2 separate regions of the Zea mays genome follow, and region 2 is linked to region 1. Evidence: chromatin contacts called from public Hi-C data. All regions are on one chromosome and are shown on one strand. The core of a region is the stretch at or near the end of the contact, and the rest is flanking DNA. Distances in the headings are between cores, read along the strand shown.

Region 1 (3,100 bases), core at 67-2,566:
TCCACTGGGAGCACAAGTATTCCTCCAGCCATAGCACAGCGCGCAGATCCAGGTGATTAGTCGGCTCATCGAGCAGCAGCAGAGTTGGCTGCATGAAGAGCGCACGGGCAAGCGAAATACGCATCCTCCAGCCACCACTGAAGGACTTTGTGGATCTGGCCTGCATCGCCTGATCAAACCCCAGCCCCGCAAGAATCTTGGACGCTCGGGCACGGGCGACGTCAGAGCCCACGAGATTCAGCTTCTCATACACCTCCACAAGCCGCTCGTTGTCATCAGCATCATTAGAGGCCTCAAGCCTCGCCTGCTCGGCCTGGAGGGCGGTGAGCTCCTCGTCGGCGGCGACCACGGCCTCGAGGGCCGAGCGGTCATCGCCGATGATCTCCTGCTCGACGAGCAGGACATCGATGTTCCGCGGCACGGGGACCTGGCGCCAGGCCAGGAGCTTGAGCAGGGTGGACTTGCCCATGCCGTTGGGGCCGACGAGGCCGTACCTGCGGCCGTGCGAGATCCGGAGGGAGGCGCTCTTGAGCAGCTCCTTCCCGCGCGCGGAGACGGAGAAGTTCTCGAGCACGACGTCCCTGACGTTGTCGTCGACGGTGCCGTCGGCGGCGGAGGAGCCCGGGACGCGCGCGCCGATGACGACGGAGAAGGCGTCGCGGTCGTCGCGCAGCGCCTCCTGCCTGGCGGCCTCGGCGGCTGCGGCCGCCACGGCCTCGCGCTTGTCCTTCTTCTTGGCGTCCTTGTGCGACGGCGCAGCGCCGGCGCTGAGGTCGACGGCGGCGCGGGCCGGCTTGGGCTTGGCGGCGGCGAGCTGGGCCTCCTCTTGGTCCTCGTCGTCGGAGGGGGGCAGGTCGATGTCGCCCATGTACGAGGACGCCGGCGCCTTGGAGGGCTTCGCCTTGGCCTTGGACGGCGCCGCCGACTTGGAGGACTTGGGCTTCGCCGCGGGGGCGTCCATGGAGGCGAGCATGGCTGACACCGACATAGGTTTCTCCTTTTTCCCGCCGCCGGCGGCCGCGGAGGAGGACGAGGTGTCCTTTCTTCCCATGGTGGTGGTGGTGGCAGCGGCGGCGTCGTGGGATGGGGGAATTTGGGTTTGGCTTAGGGCCAGGGGAGTAAAGTAGATCGGGGATTTTTGTGGACCGGAGGATTTTGGATATACGAGGGGTCGAGGGGAGGAAAAAGGAGATCGGACGGTTGGTCCGGCCCGTCTCGGACTCCGATTTACGGATGGCAGGTATGGATATATACAAATAATCGTAGATATAGTTATTTATCTATTGAATATAGTTATAGTTAGATTTGTTATCCATGAGTATGGCTATAGATATAATAAAGTATTTATGGATAATTTTTTTTATGCATGTGTATCCAGTATCTAAACAAAGCTAGCTAGAGGGGATAACTCAACTAAAATTTGTTTGATCAATTCACTAATTTACACCAAATTACTAGATCAGTCATAGACGATGATATGAAAAAGATCCATAGATTGGCCATAACAAAATTGGCCAGACAATTAAAATTTGATAAGGAAGAAAATGCAGAGGGGTAGAAGAGGATGACAATGACAAGCAATAAAAGTATCATTTTTTTACATACTATATAGTTTTATTTTTTGCATTTATTTATTTTGTTTGAACTATATTTTTTCTTGATTATATGACCAGATGATTTTTCCAGTAAAATATCATATTTTATTTTAAATAAAAATTCTTAAAAGAACTGATATGGTGTCGGGATGAACATGAGGTGAAGGTAAAGTAGAACGTTGCCATATATAAGGGCTAATGACGATCGATATCACGGTACTAACATAATCGGTACCGGAACCAGCCTTGTCGTCGTGGGTGCACGCACACACCTTCGCCCCTATTTGAATAAAAGCATGAAAATAAGATAGCAAGCTAGGTTTGCACAATATAAACCCCAGAGGAAGAAATCAGAGAATCAATTGTATGGTTTAGTTAAATCCTAAAGTTATATTTTGATAATAACTGACACATCATTCTATCTATACTGTTTCATGTGCATTGCTGCGCAGTTTTTTTTTTAAAAAAGTTATATTTGTTATAGATATGGCATTACTATATAGTATCCTAGCTACTATGTACATATATTAGCTTGGTTGCATGTTATTTCGTTGCACATATCTTGTAAAAATCGGTAAGCTAATAAAATATTAGGTTATATTTTGGAAGGATAGGATGATAAAACAAATAAAACATGCAGATAACTTATATGTATTGCATATAGGTTCTGTTTGGTACAGCTTATTTTTAGCTTCTTCACAAATTTAAGCCGAAGTTCTGTCAAACAGACAGCTTCTGCAGCAGCTTATCAGTTAACATATTTCTCAAAATAAACTAAAAGCAGCCAATAAGCATAAGCTGCTTTTTACTAACTTATCAGATAAACTGCTTTTTCAACAAACAGCAGTTGTGCCAAACAGGGCCATAGTAAGATGACACGGAGTTTTTTGTAATCAATAAAAGGATGGCATGCATACTTTTTATTAAAGAATGAATGAGCATATAGATTTATCTATATCTATTTCTATATCACTATTAATCCACTAGTTTGGTCATCCAAACCAAACGAGCCTCATCTATAACCTCCACTAAATCTTCCAAATAAATTACATTTAGATTTAACACACCACCAAAACCAACAATTCAAATTATTGGATAATATTATCTCTCTTACTCACTCAAAATCAATAAACAATATTATTTAAATCATATCACATCTCTCTCATCTTCCTCATCTACGACTCCACCACCTCTAGATTCTTCTTCCCACTCCCCTGCGTCCCTGCTGCCTCCTCCTCCCCATAACTCGCGCCGCCGTCATCAACCTCTTCCCCGACGCCGCCACTTTCCTCTTCGTCGTGGTAGTAGCGTTAGGCTATCCGCAACCGTTACCTCTAAATTTTTCCCCCTATATCACTTTTTCCCTCTAATCACCCCCACCCCCTATTTTTTCATCTCCCGCAGCGGTTCCCCTAAATACTCCCCCTATACCCCACTACCATTATAAAATATCATTTTCTATATCAACTATCAATTTTTTATCTACTAACAATTACTCGTGGACC
Region 2 (3,470 bases), core at 29-2,528, 180 kb before region 1:
GGGCCGCCGCCGCCGCCGCTGCGGGCGTGCGGGGACAGCCACTTGGCGCGCATGTACTCGTGCTTGCGCCACGGCGGGAGGTGGAGCCCGCGCTTGCGGAGGCTCTGCCGCGCCGCGTCCGCCACCACGGCCACCACCCGGCCCAGCCGCTCCGGGGTGCCCACGAACAGCGGCGGCAGCGCCTGCAGCGCCGCGCGGTACGCCTTGGTGGGCCGCGCCACCTCGAACTCCGCCCGGAAGTCCACCTCCACCACGAGGCGGACGCGGACGCCGTCCGTCGCCCCGGGCTCCGCCTCCGCCACCACCGCGTCGATGTACTCGTGCTCGCCGGCCGGGTGCGAGGGGGCCTTGTCCCACCGCGACGTGCACACCGCCGCGTCGTACCCGAGCGCGCGGAGCCCGTCCGCCACGGCGCGCCGGGCGTCCGCCTTCTTCCGCCCGCAGCGCTCCGCGATCCGCGACGCGTCCGCCAGGAGGTTCCGCTCCGCCGTGCTCGCGCACTGCACCAGGCCCTGCGTGCGAGAAGGAACGGGGACGGAAGGCGGAAAAGAAGGGGAGGAAGAAGAAATAACTGGAAATCAGTTCTTGACCACTGGACGGACGGTGAGCGACTTGGGAGGCGACAGCAGCTGAATCGGGGACAAAAGACGGTACCTTCAGCAGCTCCAAGGCGTCGCCGCCCGCGGCCGGCGCCGCGGCGGGCGCGGAGGCGGAGGGCAGGAAGTCGAAGTCCTCGTCGTCGCTGCCGTCCTGATGGTTGCCGTTAAAGCAGTTGCCGCACCGCCCGCGCGACGGCCGCTCCACGGCCGCGGAGGACTCCTCCATGAAGCTGAGCACCATCTTGTCCAGCCCCACCGACCCAGCCTCCGCCTCCCCTCCCCTCTCGTCCTTCTCTCTCTCCTTGCCGTCCCCAGCTGCCAGCCGCTCGGCCGGGGTCACCCGCACCATCAGCCTCCGGAACATCGACACCCTCGCCGTCGCCGGCGCAAACGGACTGCCGTCGATCGTGCCCTGCTGGTTCTTCACCGGGAACCGAAACGTCATCGATGACCGCCACTTACAGCACCGCCGCCGCACCCTCCCTCCCCCTTCGTTCCCCTCTCCAACCAACCACAACCACCGTCCTCACTCGGCAACCAAAACATGAATGGCGCGTGCGGCGTGCCCTGCCTATTACGACCAAACAAGCGCTACAGTATACGCCGTCTTACTTGTGCCCCAAAGGAGGCTCGCCGGCGGTGTTCATCTCCGGCGGTTCGTGTTCCCTTCTTGTCTTCGGAGACGAGAACGGAGACGGAGGAGTGGGACAGTGAGGTGCCCCGCAAGGTCTTATAAAGAGTGAGTGGCCCTGGCCTGTATGCTGTATGGCGGATGGGGGTGGGTGACGTGGACGGTGTGTGGGCCCGTAGAGTACGTGGTAGGCGGTGTGGGGGCAGGGGAAGGACGACGTTGACAGGTGGGCCCGAGCGGTGGGTCACTGTGTCGTTGCCCTTGTTGGGAGGGGGACGGAGGACTCCGTGGGCGAGGAGTGAAGTGACGGGTTTACCCCTGACTGTTGGTTGGGATAAGCCATCTGTACAAGTTACAACTTACAACTGCTGCATAGGGAGGGGTGGATCCGTAGTTTTCGTATGAAAGGTCGATTTCAGCATGAAATGGCAAGTTTGCCCCTTTGGAGTTTACCCTTGTTTCTGCTGCCCGTGGTTTTGTGCGACAAAAGTTAGAGGTGTGTACTTTACTTTTGATGTAAATAAATTAGCTTTGGTATTCCAGCTTTCAACCATAAATCGGTTTATACAGGACATAGACCCCATATTTATTAAACAGGGAAATTTACAAGATACACTGTATTAGACATTGATGGAAAACAACATGGCCAACAACAACTACAATCATAACAATTTTAGAATTTACAGGTTAACATGAATAGATGGTTTGATATTCGTGCATTGGCAAACCGCAACAAGTCCAATGTTAATTGACCTTCTATTTAATGTAGTACTACATCGACTACGTCGTATTTGGTTCTTTCTTGTACATATCATATTAACGGTTAATATTAGGTTGCTTCACTCATAATGTTAGCACAACATAAGATCTCTTGACACATACAAAGAACAGTCTCAACGCGTTAATGTAGTAGTACTAGATTGATTACGCTATGCTCAGTTCCTTGCTCGATAAGAAATGTCGTAATTATTATTTGACTAATAATGTTAGCACAATAGAAGATTTCCCTATATATAGTGGACAATGTAAGAGTAGTGTCAATGCGTTGAGTGGAATATATTCATGGTATTAACTATCCTTCCATATACTATATAGGGATGTCCGGATGTGGTGAGTGTTATTCAAGACAGAGAGAGAGAGAGATTGCTTCTCCGTAAAGGAATCGTCTCAACATATCCTCTAATGAATGAAGAAATCAACGAGATACGCGTTGGGTGGAAAGCGTGGTTTCTTCACGTGTTTTGTGAGGACAACCATCAAACCATCGCCCCAAATTCGTCGTTGCTAGTAGCGCATCGGGTCTATCACGAAAGAGGTCGAGAAGAGGAGATACGCTCACCTTTGAGCTTAGCCCGTTGTCGTCGGATGTGTCGCGTGAGGTGTGTAGAGAGGAGGAAAAAGAGAGGATTGTGGCACTCTACGTCATCGACGCGAATCTAGGCCTCACCGTGTCGGTCAAAGCCTCACGCTCTAGCGTCCAAGCCACCGAAACGGATTTAGGGATAGAGAAAGAGATTTATTATTAAACCTATCAGATGTTACACGCATATATACCTTGTATATTAAGTGATGTGGTTTCTAAAAAAGTGTAACCCTATTGATATGATAAGTATGAGGCGAAGAGAAATTGCAACAAGCTGTGTGCTAGGGCAAGGATGAGCTTGCATTGTATTGCTGTGAAATGCCATGGTTTTGCGAGTGTGTGGTTGTGGCGCCCCTTTGTGTAGAATTTGCTTTTCGACATTTGGCCTCACGAGATCTTCATCATTTTGTGGAGTTATTTTTTCTAGTTACTTGTGTCTCGCCTTTAGTTTCACGAATGGGATCTTCATCGCTTGGTTACGAATAGTTAATACATAACCGGGGATGGAGCTAGAAAAAAAATTTAGGAGAGGCTAAAGTAAACCATTACATTATATAAAGCCTCTTCTATATTATATGTGTATGTTTTGAACTTTGGGAGATGCTTCAGTGAGGCTTCATGGATTCGGGAGCGGTAGGGAGGGCTTGAACCCACCCGCCCCACCTTTGGCTCAGTCACTGCATATAACAAAACGTCGATGTCTTTAATCTAATTTGTAAGGATGGCAAGTTTAGATTTGGTAAGATGCATATGTAACTTTTTCTTACTCCTAAGGGATAGTTTGGTAACCCTATTTTTTAAAAAAAGTTTTTTTTAATTTTTCTAAAAAAAATCAGCTTATTTGTCCTTAAGAAAATGAAAATCCTTTAGAAAAAAA

Evidence for each region. Hi-C and Micro-C count contacts between places; a contact is called where the count stands out from the background.
Region 2: a Hi-C map of leaf shows a contact between it and region 1, with 5 times the contacts expected there. The contact joins the promoter of LOC100382025 here to the promoter of LOC103632020 in region 1. A contact is called at or near these places in 2 of 25 Hi-C or Micro-C datasets (leaf and leaf mesophyll).

Annotation. Positions count from the first base shown.
Region 1 is chr7:10,522,474-10,525,573 of Zm-B73-REFERENCE-NAM-5.0, reverse strand. LOC103632020 (ABC transporter F family member 4) reads right to left here and starts at 1,316. Exons shown (of 2, transcript XM_023300575.2): 1 at 1-1,316. The coding sequence starts at 1,051.
Region 2 is chr7:10,705,840-10,709,309 of Zm-B73-REFERENCE-NAM-5.0, reverse strand. LOC100382025 reads right to left here and starts at 1,278. Exons shown (of 2, transcript NM_001174790.1): 1 at 655-1,278; 2 at 1-571. The coding sequence starts at 1,044.